Regions from separate parts of the Sus scrofa genome. Here regions 1 and 3 are each linked to region 2. The links are chromatin contacts, called in public HiChIP or PLAC-seq and promoter capture Hi-C maps. All regions are on one chromosome and are shown on one strand. Each heading gives the region's core, a stretch centred on a gene start, on an enhancer-like site or on the middle of the called end of the contact. The rest is flanking DNA. Distances are from core to core; before and after follow the strand shown. Region 1 holds the start of CLK3 (dual specificity protein kinase CLK3). Region 2 holds the start of PML (protein PML). Region 3 holds the start of CSK (c-src tyrosine kinase).

Region 1 (4,645 bases), core at 1,977-4,476, 540 kb after region 2:
CATGAGTTTATTTGATGTTCCCAACTTTGGGGTGGGGGGACTGAAGCTCAAGAGGGGAAGTCAGCTGCCCTGGTGATGCTGGTGGTCAGTCCACTGTGACCTGGGCCTACTGCCCCCACTCTGCTGCTCTCCTTCCCAGTGTGGGAGTCTAGAAATGGCCGGGGTCAGAGGAACATTTGCGGGGACACTGTATTTTAGCTCTAATGTATGTGTGTGTATGTGGGGGGGAACAGAAGTCCTCAAATCAAATCACTGCTCCGGTCCCTGTCTGGCTTTCATAGCTGCAGCAGTAAGATGGGGCCCTGCCTCACGACTGCTCTGCCCACATTCCCAACCTGCTCCTTACTCAGGACTGCTACCAGGTCCTCTCCCTTCTAGACACCTTGACTCTCTCCTCTCCCCAACTCCAGGCTCAGGTTCCTGGAGCTCCCTCCTGTGCTGTCTCACCCCATTTCACCACCACACAAGGTGTCTCCAAAAGGCACCATGAGGACCAGCCCCTGCCCCCACTTCCCATGTCCTGGCACAGCACCCACAGCTCTACCCTGACTGGTGCTCTGTCTTTCCCACTTAGAGGCAGGGGTCCTCTTTGGGCAGCATCCCCTCTGACTGAGCCCCTGAGCTTGCCTGACTTGGTTTGGGGGAGGGAGGCTCATGGAATGGGGAGTGGCACAGCCCAGGCTGTTGAACCAGTGCTGTGGGAACACAGGGAAGAGAAGCCCTACCCTCCCTTGGGGCTCCCAGGAAGGCTTTCCAGAGAGGTTACTTTGGGGCTAAGGCCCAAAAGTGAATTAACTACCCCTAGAAGAGGCAAAGATGGATGTGGAAGGCAACAGAACAAGGGCAGCAGGACAAGGAGGGGGGTCAGAGAAGCTGGAGCTGGAGGGAGTGGTGAGCTGAGCCAGGAGCCCATGGGGGCAAATGGGGAAATCAAGGGGGCCAGAACTGCTGTGGTGCTTAGGTGGCTGGAGGCAGGGCAGGTACAGGGCAGAGGCATCTCCTTGATGTCCTCCACTCGCATAGCAAAGACTTGGTGGGCACATGCATTGAGGCCTAGAGATAGAGCTTGGGCCTGAGTGGCAGCGGATGTGGAGCAGTCCTCCTCTAAAGGTGGCCCAGGCCCCTGAGCTCCCCGGCCACCAGCTGCCAAGGTCTCAGCCATCCAGCACTGGAGGAGAGAGGGGGAGGAGTGCATTGTGGGTGGAGAGTTACTCATACTTCACTTTTTCCAAGTGCTTGACACTCTGCCTTTCTTTCATCTAGGTCTGAGTTCTCTTAGGAACAAAGAGGGAAGAATGAGGCTTAAAGGTAGAGTATCAGGTAGGACAGCTGCTGGACTGCAGACTTTAGAGAAGGAGCTGGGAGATGGCTCCTATTCTATTTCTGAAAAAGAGAGCTCTGTTTCTTTACTAGGAGGCAGGGACTCCTGTGTTCTTGATGGTGGGAGGGATGGTGGGAAGATGGCCTGACTTACCAGCTCAGAGACTGGTGCCCAGGTCATGACTCCGGGCTCTGAGCTCCTCCACCCTCAGCTGCTGTTGTGATCCTAGCTTGCAGGAGCCATGGAAACTGCAGGCAACACATAGCTGTAGGAGGAGGAGACACCAGAGCCCTTCCACCTCATCTTAATGGATGAAACCCTTAGATGGACCCCTGCTGGTGTGGCCTCTGGCATAGGGCAAAGGCCTAGGCAAAAATGGCTGCTCAGAATCTTCCACCCCAGAGGCAGGAGCCTAAAGGGGCAGGATTTAGGGGCAGAGACAGCCGGGCTCTCGGTCGCCAACTACACAGTAGAAGCGGCTCCGGAATTTATATTGGGGGGAATGGGTGCATTTGGTTGGACCGGGACCGGGAGTCGGTCTTGAGGCTGCATTAGTGTAGTAAGCAACCCGTTTGAACTTGGCTTTGGTTGTTTACTTGCAGTGGGAGTGGTGGAACTAACGGAGATTTGTACTAAGCACCTGCTCAAGCCATGCCGTCAGACCCCAGTTTAAGGGGGAACTAGAGGTTAGAGACTGTAGAGGCCTCGCAACTCCGGAGGGGTCGTTTCCTTTTGGAATCCGCCTCAGTGGCTGGGAGACTAGCCGGATGTCAGGGGCGTGACCAGCCCTCGCTGCGGCGAGGGCGGAGGCGGGGCCGGGGCTGGGGAAAGGGGTGGTGACAAGCAGGCCCACGCGGTGCTGGGGAAATGCTGCAGCCTTCGCAGTTCAGTCCCCGGGAGGGGCGGGGCCCGGAAGGATGCTGTGTCCCTCCTTCTTGGGCCCTGGCGTGGCTAGGGGGCAATTAGAGGCCGCTCCCGCCCTCTTTGACCGACGCCAGCGAGAGCCGGGGGGGGGGGGGGGCCAGGGAGTGCACGCTCATAAACCGCGAGGTCTCCCAAAGGACCTGACCTCGGTTTTCTCATCTGGAAAAGATGACCTCCTTATCTCCCTATGACCAAGAGCGGGGCAGTAGGTGGCCGGGGCTTCGGTGAGCCCGCGCCGGCGGCGGGGGCAGAGAGGTCACCAGGTGACTCCAGGGGAGAAATAGGAGTGAGGGGGGCCGCGGGGCTTTTCTTCGGCGGGGGTGGGACGCGGGTGGTTATGAACTAAGAAACAACTCTGGTCTGCTCACTGCCGTGCCCAAGAATGCTCAAGGAAAACGAGACCCCCTTTTACCCCAGAACCCGTCCCTTTCCCTTCAAAGGCCCCGCCGACGTGACTCTCCAGTATCTTCCCAGAAACTGCAGTGCACATACACCGGGCTTGGACGCGCCGCCATGACTTTAAAAAGCTCCTCCACACATGAATAAGGTCTCATTTGCTTCTTTCACATCAGCGGGAGTCGGGAACCTCCTTCCCGATCCTCCGTGGGCTTTAGCGCCCTCCAGGGCCTCGAGGCCGGGCTGGCGCTCAAGGCCTACCCAGTTTTCACTTGAGGCGACAGCGAAACAATGCCCTCCTCCCGGCGCTCAGGAAAGGAAAGGCCAAGCGGGCTTGGGCGGGGTCGGGGCTCCACCTTTCGGCTCTCAGCGCCTGTCCACCGGTGCCCCCCGCCGCATCTTTGAGGCCTACGTGCCTCGTGACACGGCAGGGGGCGGGCCGCGGCTGGGGACATCCCCTCGGCCCTCCAGGAACCAGGTTCCACCGCCGCCGCAGCGACCCAGGTGGACAGGGCGGGTCCTCCAGAGTCTTCGAGTTCACGGCTAGAGGGGCCAAGTCGCCGAGCTCAGTCGACCGACGGCTGCGTCACGGGAGGGGCGGGCCCGCCACGGGCGGAGGCCGGAGCCGGAAGCGGAAGAGGCGCTCGGAGCGGGGAGTGGGGCCTAGCCTCAGCCGGAGCCTGGGAGACGGTGAGTGTGGGGCCCTGGCCCGCGACGAGGAGCGGGGGGTTGAGTCAGAGGGGCGGGTACGCTGGGTGTGGGTCCCCGGGCTTCTAGTTCGGGCTTGGTCTGCTCTCTTTCGTTCTCTTGGCCCATCTCAGGCCGCGGCCCCGACCTCTCACCCCTGACCTGCCGCTTCTCCCCCAGAGGGCGGTCACAGCAGACCCCAGTCTCTCGATCCTGTGCGTCCGAGTCCGAACCTGTGAGAGGCCCCTGAGGGCCCTGCAGGGATCCACCTTCGGCCCTATACCTGCCCGCGGAATGGGGTCAGGGTCCTACCTGCGACAGCCTGGAGGGGCTTTCAGACCCCTCCCCTAACCCTGGCTCGAGGCTGGGTCGGCAGACTCCTCCTCTCCGCGCGGCTTGGAGTCTGATTCCGGCCCAAGCTGGCTTTCCTCCTGCCCGCCTCCCCCACCCCAGGTCTCCCCTCGCCTCCATTGGCGGCGGTTACCAGGAACCCGCCTCAGATCTCTGGGACCCGCGGCGTCAGGAAGGACGCGAGCGAGGGCTGCGGGCCCCCTGATTGTTTTGTTGTGATGATGGAGCCGCTCCAGCCCGGAGGAGGGGCCGAGCCAAGCTGACAGTACAAATGCCCGGGCTGCTGCATGGTCCAGGAGTCTCTGTGCTTTAGTTCCGGGTGCGGGTGTCCTGGTGTGGAGCTGGGGTGGGAATCGCCTGAGCCAGGGCCCCGTTGAGGCGGAGTTGGCGGCCTTCCAGCTTCCCTCCTCCATGCCCTTGAAAAGGAGGAGCGTTTCTCCCGGTGGTGGCGGCTTGCAAGGTGGCAGGTTTGAGGTTGCAGTGTTGGGGCAGCGTCAGCCAAAAATAACCATGGGGCGCTGGGGTGGCTGGGATCCGGCAGGGCTGCCGCTGACTTGGCTGGCTGCTCTTGTCAACCCAGTTCTCTGGCCAGGAACAGCAAATGAGAAGACAGCTAGGCCTGTGCTCAGAGAAAAGCTGGCATCCTCGCCCTGGTTTCTTTCACATTACCTTTTTCTTAATTGTGCCAAGCAGAGCCTTCTGGAACGTAATTGTGGCCCTTGTTTTTCTTTTACAACCTGTTTGCTGGGGTCTCAGAGAATCAGAGATAATTGAGGAGAAATGGGCCCTAGAACCCTAGCTGGGAGGATTATGAGGGGCATCTGGTGTTACCATTATTTCACCTGCCTAGAATGTGTTAAAACAGGGGAGATTATGTCCTCTCTGATTGCCTTGCGTGTGATACTTTATATCTCTCATATTTGTCATTCCCTTTGCCAACTTGGCTGGGAGGTGGTCATATCTCCA
Region 2 (4,950 bases), core at 1,418-3,917:
AGGACACGGGGAGGTGCTCAGGGAGTCTAGAGGTGCCCCTGGGATGAAGATTCTGTCATTTCTCTGCAGCCAAGTGCCCTTGGCATGCTGGTCACCTCCTGTGCCTAGACCTTAAGTTTCTTTCTAGGCAAAATGGGAACTTGAAACCTCTGCGGTGATAAAACGGGGAAAGAGTCCAGGCTTCTTGGAAGAGAGAGCTCTGGGGCTGTAGCCCGGGGAAGGGCGGATCAGCGGTAGGATCCCATCGCCTGATCCAGGCTCTTCTCCACATCGTGTCCCCTCCTGGTCCCTCCTCATAGGGTGCGGGGGGGACCGGACCAGCTGACTCCCGAGAGGCAGGGTTCGGAACCAGGGGTGCCAGCCGGTGCTCCCCAGGTCCGCTGTTCTGGGCGGCCACTCACCGGCCCCCGGGCCCACGCTGCCCCGCTCCGGGGACAAGCAGCCCTTCTGCGAGCCCAGGAAGCCGAAGCTCGACTGCTGGAAACGGTCAAAGTCCCCCAAGGGGAGCGCCCGGTACCCGGACCTGCCGAGCATGGCTCTTGACAGGAGGAACGCCCCACGCCCCGGCGCGGTACAGGTCCTGACCAGCGGGCCACCACAGTGCCCCGCCCCTGCCCGCCACCGCTTCCGGGTTCGCCTGCGCAGCGGAGGGCTGCGGCGGCCCAGGCCAGGAAGAGGAGGCAGTCCAGGCCCGGATCCCGCCATCGCACAGCGCCCCCTGCGCTAGGAGGACCGAACTGCGGCCGCGGAGCGGGAAGGAAGAGTAGTCTGGGTTCCTGGGATCTCACAAGAGTCCTCTAGAGGTTCCTACTCCCTGCTCCCTTCTCCCACTGGGCCTTAGAAAAGGAGCTGAAAGGAAAGTTGAGTTTTGTAAGAAGGTTGTCAGGAGCTGGATCTTCTCTAGAATCAAGGAAATGTTACCAGCCTTCTCTCAGCACAAACTCACAAACTAGGGACAGGATTTTGGAGGAGGTTGCCCTTATTCAGAATTAGGGTTTCCTCTATGGAATGATCAACAAATTATTCCTTTGTTTCCCCCCAGCCCAGCAAGCAGGGCCTGGCACAGAGTGGATCTCAGTGCTTACCTGTGGAAAGAAGGGGTAGCCAGGTCACTGTGGGTCAGGAGGGCCTGAACCTGGGTACAAAATGCAAGAAATTTCATTTGCAGACCTCAGGGAGCATGGCAGAGTAAGAAACAAGGGGATCGCACAGTGTTATGCCAGAGCAGCCCTCCGAGCACCAGAGAGGTGAGATCCTTGGTTCTGCAGGTGCAGAAAGAGCAGCCCCCTGATCCAGGTACGCAGAGGTAACTTGCCTCTCCACCAATTGAGAAAACTCAAATGCAAATGGTGAATTTACTCTGAGAAGCAGTAATTTCCAACAAGATTTTGGGCAGTCTGTCTCCCAAAGTGGGCAAAGAAATTAAAAAGCTTTCCTTGTCTCACACATGCCACTCCTGCCTCTTCAGGCCCCTCAGCCATAGACCACTTCCAGGTCCCTTCTGCAGATGACTCCTTACTGATCAAGCTGCAGGATAGGGTAGGTTCCTGAGGCTTCTCACTGTCCCTGGGAAGTTAGTTATCCTTCCCTACTATAAGCTTTACAAGAGCAAGGCCCTGTTATCATCCCTCTATAGTCTGTCCCAAGCTGGAGCTGAGCACAGAATGGGTACAGAACAGGAATGGGAGTCCGCACAATGGCTGGGATGCTTTGAAGTTTGAAGACAGCGGCATTGGCCCAGTGATGCCACCTGGAGTTGTGCTTTCTCCCCACACCAGCTGGGGGCCTGGGCTTCTCCTTTGGCCAAGAGCAAACCTGCTCTCCCCTCACTTTTCCCATTCCTGCTTGCCAGCTTTCCCCACTCTCTACTGCCTCGGATTCACCAGCCCTTCCAATGGTCACACAGGGCATCGTCCCATTCCCCTCATCTCCACACAGTCTACTCCCAGTGTCTCTGACTCAGGTCCTCCCAGGCATCCCACAGCCACTGTCCTAGACCAGACCACTGGGCCCTGGTCGTCAGAGTGACTGTCCCAGCATACGCAAAGGATCCTGTTGCTCCTGGCTTCCAAACCCTTCACTGACTCTCTATTGCCCACAGTACAGGTCGGGTCTCCCTAGCTACCATCTTGCCCCAGCCCATTCCTAGGCTGACATTACATGGGTCCCCTCTTAAATCTGAAAATAACCAAAACTAGTTTCTAAACAGGCACTCCTGTTTCAAACCTCCACGCCTTTGCACGTGCTGTTCTCTCTGTGTAAAGAGTCCTGCAATCTCTGAATCCCTGGTAAATTCCCACCATTCCTTCAAGTCCCAGTGAGACACTTCCTTTCCAGCTAGTCTCAATACTGTGTGAAAAATCTCCACGGAGGGGCCTGCTCTTCCAAAGCAGGGAATGAGATCCTTGCGGCCCCGGCTCCCCGCGGAGGGCTGGCACAAAAGCTGAGCCAGTGTGAGCTGAATGAACGTTTCAAAGCCGAGGGCGGGGGCTGCCTCCCTCGGGGTCAGTTCTGCCAAAGTCCACCTCTGAGTCTACTCCTCTCCTCCCTCTCCCTGCTCCCCGTTCTGGACGAGCCTTCAAAACCCACAGTTGGCCTCTCCGCCCTAGAGCCTCCCCCCACAGCTCGCGTCTCACTTCCTCTCGGGAGGCGGGCCCAGAGCGGGCACCTCCCCTTTGAACTGCTCCGGGAACTCAGTGCTCTCGCGCACGCCTCTGGTTCAGCTTCTCCCGCCCTCCCAGATCAAAACCGAGAAACGAAACTGCGCTGGATTCCATGCAGCAGGAACCGGCACCCGCCCGATCTCCGGGGCCCCAGCAGAACCCCGTACTGCCCCAGGCCCCCACCATGCCGCCCCCGGAGCCCCCACCGAAGGACACCAGCCCAGCCCCAGCCCCAGCCCCACAGAGGTACTACTGCGTTTGGGGAGATGGGGTTTAGGCTTTGTTGATTTGCTTTGGTCGGAGGACGGGGTAGGGGTGGGTGGGTGGGGGAGAACAGATGGGAAAGGACAAGGAAACTTGGTCAGGTACCTTAAAGAGTGACACAAAGAGGGAAGATCAGGCCCAAGGGTTCTGACCTTCTCGATTGGGGTAGGGATGCGCGAAAGTAGAAAAGGGGACCAGGATGAGTTAGGTGGGCCTCTCTGGACTGTGATTCTCTACTAGCAGCGGGGTGAGATGCTGAGGGTCAGTGGCACTGGAGACCAGACTCTTGCGCCCACGCTGGCGACTTACCTCTTATCCCTGCCTCAGGTGAAAGACCCCACCTGTTAGGACGAAAGGAAATAGCAGCCTTATTGCACTGGCTTGGGAGCCCCGAGTATGTCCCAGGCGTTGAAAAACCAGAACCCTAGTTCTTAGATCAGAAAGTGGCAGAGAGGTAGGTGTCTTGGCTAAGGCCTCAAGTTCCTGTGGTTCCCCCTTTAGGAAGCTTCTTGGATCCTTTTCTCCGAGTCCTCTGCCCTCCCAACCCCCATCCCCAAAGGGTTTAATAGGAGTTTATTAGTCTCCTCCTGCACAGACTCCCCAGCCTCCCACATCAAAGGAACTACTTACATCACTTGCTCTGTGTTCTAACAGGCCCTTTTTACTCTTCCTCTTGAAAGTACACGTAAGACCACATTGCAGTAACTTTTATTATCTGCTTTATCACACCCAGGAATAATATTAACAATACCGTTAACCTTTATGAACACTTTTCATGTGCCACGTATTGTGTTTAGCATTTTTTTGGTAGTAAAATACAATAACATCTATGTGTTATGTGTGTTTTATCCTTTTCTAAGTGTAAAAGCCAGTGGCTTCAAGCCGTTGGTAATGTTGTGTAACCATCACCCATATCTTTCCTGAGTTTTTTCATCCAAAGTCTGTACCGTCTAAGTAATAGTTCCTTATTCCCCTCTTCCCCCAGTGGCTGAGAGCCTCTAATCTACTTTTTGTCTCTGATTTTGCCTAGTCTGGATATTTCATATAAGTTTAATCCTACAACATTTTTCCCTTTGTATTGGATTTTACTTAGCATAATGTCTTCAAGGTTCATCCATGTTGTAGCATGTATCAGAATTTCCTTTTGAAGTCTGAATAATATTCCATTGTATACCACATTTTGTTTATCCGTTCATCTGTTGATGGGTACTTGGGTTGTTTGTGCTTTTTGGCTATTGTGAATAATGCTGTGTGTAGAACAATGGGTATCTGGGTACTTGTTTTCAGTTTTTGGGGGTATATATCTAGGAGTGGAATTGCTGGATCATATGGTAGTTCTACGTTTAACTTTTTGAAGAACTACCAAAGTGTATTTTGGTATTTTATATGAGGTTATATGACATACACTTAATGAATCTCTTTTCTAAACTTAAGTTCCTTGAAGGCAGGGATGTGTGCTATACATCCGTGTATAGGATGGGCCTAGTACCGTGTCTTAGGAGAAGCAGGTGCTCAGTAAATTGTGGAGTAAGTGTGGGAAGGTTTGAGTAAACGGAGGATTGGGGTGCTGATGGGTTTTGCCTCATCCAGTGACAGCCTGGTATGGAATAGTAAGTTCCACTCCCAGCCTCCAGCCATAGGGGCAAGCACGTGTTGGGTGGGGACTCCTGGAACTTCGGGTCTCACCTCCCTCTCTGGTCCCCCAGCAAGCCATGGAAGAAGAGTTCCAGTTCTTGCGCTGCCAGGGCTGCCGGAAGGAAGCCAAATGCCCCAAGCTGCTACCTTGTCTGCACACGCTGTGTTCAGGATGCCTGCCGCAGCCGGGCTTGCAGTGCCCCATCTGCCAGGCACCCTGGCCCCAAGGCGCTGACACGCAGGCCCTGGATAACGTCTTCTTCGAGAGCCTGCAGCGGCGCCTGTCCGTGTACCGGCAGATCATGGATTCGCAGGCGCTTTGCACCCGCTGCAAAGAACCAGCCAACTACTGGTGCTTTGAGTGTGAGCAGCTCCTCTGCGCCAAGTG
Region 3 (4,783 bases), core at 1,998-4,497, 700 kb after region 2:
TGCCCCTCTCCCATGTCCTCCCTACCTCAGCAAAGAGCACCAGCACTTCCCCAGGTGTTTCCCTGGTCCCTGAGAATCAGGCCCGCTTTCTTCTGGGGCCTCCCTCCTCCCAAACAACCCCTCGCTGAGCGTTGCGTGGCTCTCCTTTGTCCACCAGGGCCCATGCCCATCATCACTGGACAGGTTATGCAAAGCGTCCCCACTGGTCTTTGCTCAGTGGTGTCACTCCCCGGCTTAACATCCTTCAACATCTCCCCATTGCTCCTATGATAACAATCCAAACTTTTCTTTTTTTCTTTTTTGTCTTTTCTAGGGCCGCTCCTGCGGCCTATGGAGATTCCCAGGCTAGGGGTCTAATTGGAGCTGTAGCCACTGGCCTATGCCAGAGCCACAGCAACTCGGGATCCAAGCCGCATCTGCAACCTACACCACAGCTCACGGCAACGCCGGATCCTTAACCCACTGAGCGAGGCCAGGGATCGAACCCTCAACCTCATGGTTCCTAGTCGGATTCGCTAACCACTTAGCCACGACAGGAACTCCAACAATCCAAACTTTTCTGATAAAACTCCTGGTCCACAACACCCGAGCAGCTTGGGCCAGCTTCCTCTCATGCTGCGCTCCCCTGCTCCTCTGATCCTGTCACCTCCGTCTTTCCAGCTGTCCTGTAAACTGTGGGCTCTCTGGGCCCGTCTCCTGCAGTGCTCTCTCCTCCATCAGACTTTCATGGCCCTCATCCCACACTGTCTAATTGCCCTGCTTACCTATTTACCCCACTGGACAAGAACCAGGGTAGTTTTCATCTCCCGCATCCAGAATAGTGCAGAGCATTTTGCAGGCGCTCAGTATTTGCGGGAATGAAGGAATGAGTGGTGATAAGGTTGGAAGTTAATTGGCTCCTCCACTAGAGGAGAGCTCTGTGGGGCAAGGCCCTTTATTGATTTCTCCTGTGCCTGGGGTTCAGGACGTTAACAAGTTTATTTCACTCTGCTGTGAAGAGGTGGAGCCAGGATGCAAATACAAGTCTGTTTGACTCCAAAGTTCATACTCAGACCGCAGCAAACTCAGGGGAAAAAGTCAAATGTGCTTGAGGGTAACGAAAGATGGGCTGGTGACAAAACTGGAACAGGGATTAGAGCATTTTCCCCAAATCCCCACAGCCCTTTCTCATTTTGCCAGCTGATTCAGTCAAGGGAGGGGAGATGTCAACTTCGCACTTCCAGAAGTCTTTGCAAAGCCACTGAAGGCCTTCCCTTCAGCCTGAGAGGTGGCCCCATCCGGTCCCAATTTATCATTCCATCTTGACCTCAGAGGAAAGAAAGGGAAACCAGCCAAGCTGAGCGCCCTCCCCACCTCCCTCACCCCTAGGCCGTTATCTTGCTAGATCTGCACCATCTCTTGTGAAAGAGGTGCCTTTTTGAGCTTGATCTTACAGAGGAGGAAACTGAGCTCAGAGACGTTAAGTAACTAGCCCAAGGTCACACAGCTGGGAAGCGGCCCCACTGAGATTTAACTTTATGATTTGAACTCCAAATTCATACTTTTCCCCATCACACCACAGCCATCTCTGAGACTTAGTGGATGTCTCCTAAGGGCAGGGGTGGGACTACTGCTTCACTCCTTGAAGGGCTGGCTCCGTACTGGAAAGCTGGCCCAGGGGTGCACTGGGTCGGAGGGCCATTCTGTGGTCTGTCTCGGGAGGCAAACCCAACTCCTCTCTGTGCAATGTACAGCCACACTGCACATTCAGCTCACTCTCCCACAGGGCCCTTTACTGTCCCTCTCAGTCCCTAGCCCCTCACTTATTTTGAATTTCAAGACTTTGCAAGTACACCTCATTTCCCCCACCACAGTATGCCCCTCCCCTCTGCCCACCCAAACCAGACTCTTCCTTCAGGGCCCAGTCCCTAGGATAGTGCCCCCCCACCCCCACCTACACTGGAGTCTCTGGTCTTTCCACCATCACTGCCCTGCCCCCAAAACTGTATGCTCCCCCCCCCCCCCACATGCACATCAGCTCCTGTAGCTCAGAGCAGATGACATCCTGTTAACTGTAATATATAATAACAGGCAATACTTGGCTAAGGACTGACCATGTGCCTGCCACTGCATGCTAAGCTCTTTAAATGTATTAACTCATTTCCTCCCCACAAAACCTTAAGAAGTTGGTGCTGTTACTTTCCCTGTTTGGTAAACTAGAGCCCAGAGAGGTTAAGTAACTTTCCCAAGGTCACATAGCTACTGACAACTTCCTCATTGCTGCCAGGCTTTTCGAAAACAAAGTCCAAGAAAAGTCCCATCAGTCTTTTTGGATCTCTTTTGTCTCCGCGGCTGTCGGGGACGCCATCTCCCAGGACTCTCCTGGACCCACACTGCAAACTGCAGCCATACTGAGCTATTTACAGTTCCCAGAGCCACCAAATGGCTCTCACCTCTCCCTACCTTTGTCCATGCTGTTCCTTCTGCCTGGGGTCCCAGCTTTATGAAGATTGCCCATTACCCTTCCCTCTTTTCTGCTTCTTGTGGACCTGTACACACTTCTTCACTTTTATCAATTATTTCTTAGCGCTTGTCTGCTGGCCTGCCAGTTCTGGGAACTCCTTGGCAGTAATGAAGCGGTCTTCATTACAGGGCCTGTCGCAACATCAGCGCCAGGAAACACCTATGAATGAATGAATGCTGCTGCGAGCGAGACCCATTCTCCACAAAAAGATACGAGAAGAAGGAGGTCGCTTCTGCATAGGGAGAGCTGTTCCCCAGGGAAGTTTTGGCGTTTGCTCCAAGGCGGACTGTTCGGCCCTCAGTGAGGGACCTTCTGAAGCCTTCGACGCGGGCGGGCAGGTGGGGGCAGGGCTTGGGCGCGGACACACCCCCCGCAGTGCCCCGGGATCCCGACAGAGGGCGCTGTCCTCCCGCCAGCCCACGCCCCGCCGTGCTCCCGGCTGGCTCCCTCGCGCAGGCGCGCTGCCGCGGGCGGAGGATCCGGGGCCGCGCTTCCTCTCGCCAGGCCTGCGAGCTTCCTCCCAGCGGAGCCCAGGGCGAGCCGAGCTTGGCCGCCGCCGCTGAGACCGCCGCCGCCCTCTCGCTCCCGCCCCACCCCGCACCCTGTCCGGAGGTCCTGCCGGGGTGGGGTCCGAGCTGGGCCATCGCCCGGCAGCGCCGCCGTCGGGGCTATCCCCCGGCCAGCCGTCCCTCCCGCTCCAGGCAGCCTCTGGCCGCAGGAGTCTCCGGGGCGTGGAACGTGGAGAGACCCTGCGGCCCCCGAGCCAGCGTCCGGGGCAGCCCGGGGCAGCCGGCGCGACGTCCCCAGATCGAGCCTTGGTGTCGGCGTTTGGAAGCGGAACTCTGCCGGGGCCTCACCGGCTACATTGTTTCCTCCCCCTGAGTCCCTCCCGCCCCCCTTCCCCCGCCTTTCTTCCCTCCCCGACCCGGGCCGCGCAGCCATCCCCCTGCCTCTGTCTGGCCGTCCTTCCTCCCCCTCCTTTCGCACCCAGACCTCTTTGTACCGCACCCCCCGGGGACCCCTGCGCCCCTCCCTTCTCGGCTGGCCGCATGGACCGTCCCGCAGGCCGCTGATGCTGCCCGCAGCGAGGTGGCCCGGACCGCAGTGCCCCGAAAAAGGTGAGTGTCTGGCAGGCCCTGAAGGAGGTGGGCGTCCGAGTGCTTCCCAAGGGGAAGACGGGTGGAGGTTGTACGTCCCGCTTCTGTTGCTTCTGTTGCAGCTGCCGTGGCGTCCACACCCATCCCCCACTCCCTTACCCCCTCCTTCCCGGGTTCGAAATCTCCCGGGAGTCACTGTCAGCCCGTCTGGGAGGGGGGCTCACGAGGGAGGTACTGCCCTCCCAGCCCCTCAGACTTGTCTCAGGCCACCCGGAGTCTGTCCTTTCCCCGTATTGGGGCTGGCTGGAGCGGAGGGGAAGGGGTCAGCGTGGACCAGAGCCCAGGAGAATGGGCTGTTTGCCATTCCCTGCCCAGGGCCTCCCTGCAGGCCTGCAGGTTTTTTGGCCTGCCTGGTTCTGACCCCTCCTTCATTCCCTCTGCGGAGGCCCAGGGTCCAGCCGCCTCCCTTGAGCCTGCCAGAGGTTGAGCTTATCATCTTCGGACTTTTAGAAGACCAGGCCTAAGCCCAGGGACATCTGACCCTTGGGTGGGAAACTAGGCAGGGCCTCTGGCCTCGGTGGAGGTGACACTGGGCATTAGGAGGTGGGTCCCCACCTCCTAGCGTCCTGGTCAGCCCTTTCTGTTCTCCCAGGCTCGTTGGAGGCCAGGCCAGTTGTCAGGAAGGGGTGTGTCCAGCTACCAGATCCTTGGAGCTTAACTAAGGGTTCACCTCCCCTCCCATTTTGTAGGCTGGGGGGCTGAGGCTCAAAGGGGGAAGTTGCTATCCCAGGCCTTTGGCAGAGTTAGGCTGTCTGTCCCTCCGTCATCCATCCCCTCCCACCACCACCCCACAACACCTGGACTGCTATGGGTACAGGGAAACCAGGCATAAGCCTTTACCCACTGGGGCCATAAGCCCCCAGCCTGGCCCATGGGACCTTGTGGGGTGAGCACGTGCTCCCCTGCAGAGGGCTAGAGAGGAGGGAGAGGGCTTCCGGTGACGGTTCTGCCTGGGTCTGGGCTCAGACCGAATCAGCACTGCCCATGGGATTTCCCTCTGGTGCTTGAGGCTGGGTCTTACTGACGGGAAGTGGCATGCGGGGGCACCCGTGGGGTGTAGCCCTGGTGCTGAGCTGAAACAGCCTGATCGTCATTCCTGACCCTTTGGCCCAGCTGGTATAGG

Evidence for each region. Promoter capture Hi-C pulls out the DNA fragments that hold promoters and counts their contacts. HiChIP or PLAC-seq counts read pairs in DNA pulled down with a chosen protein or histone mark.
Region 1: a promoter capture Hi-C map of liver shows a contact between it and region 2, with 2.7 times the contacts expected there. The contact joins the promoter of CLK3 here to the promoter of PML in region 2. A contact is called at or near these places in 1 of 5 promoter capture datasets (liver), 1 of 47 Hi-C or Micro-C datasets (heart right ventricle) and 1 of 2 datasets of contacts at active chromatin or transcription factors (alveolar macrophages).
Region 3: an H3K27ac HiChIP or PLAC-seq map of alveolar macrophages shows a contact between it and region 2. The contact joins the promoter of CSK here to the promoter of PML in region 2. A contact is called at or near these places in 1 of 47 Hi-C or Micro-C datasets (liver) and 1 of 2 datasets of contacts at active chromatin or transcription factors (alveolar macrophages).

The regions. Positions count from the first base shown.
Region 1 is chr7:58,908,197-58,912,841 of Sscrofa11.1, reverse strand. It overlaps CLK3 (dual specificity protein kinase CLK3), which reads left to right and starts at 3,226. Exons shown (of 13, transcript XM_001927924.7): 1 at 3,226-3,331.
Region 2 is chr7:59,447,872-59,452,821 of Sscrofa11.1, reverse strand. It overlaps PML (protein PML), which reads left to right and starts at 2,667. Exons shown (of 10, transcript XM_001925572.5): 1 at 2,667-2,860; 2 at 2,863-2,909; 3 at 4,634-4,950. The coding sequence starts at 2,776. It overlaps STOML1 (stomatin-like protein 1), which reads right to left and starts at 4,322. Exons shown (of 8, transcript XM_021099072.1): 1 at 3,558-4,322; 2 at 3,237-3,268; 3 at 1,086-1,135.
Region 3 is chr7:58,753,498-58,758,280 of Sscrofa11.1, reverse strand. It overlaps CSK (c-src tyrosine kinase), which reads left to right and starts at 3,247. Exons shown (of 13, transcript NM_001190173.1): 1 at 3,247-3,621. LOC106504440 (a long non-coding RNA gene) reads right to left here and starts at 883. Exons shown (of 5, transcript XR_002345822.1): 1 at 765-883.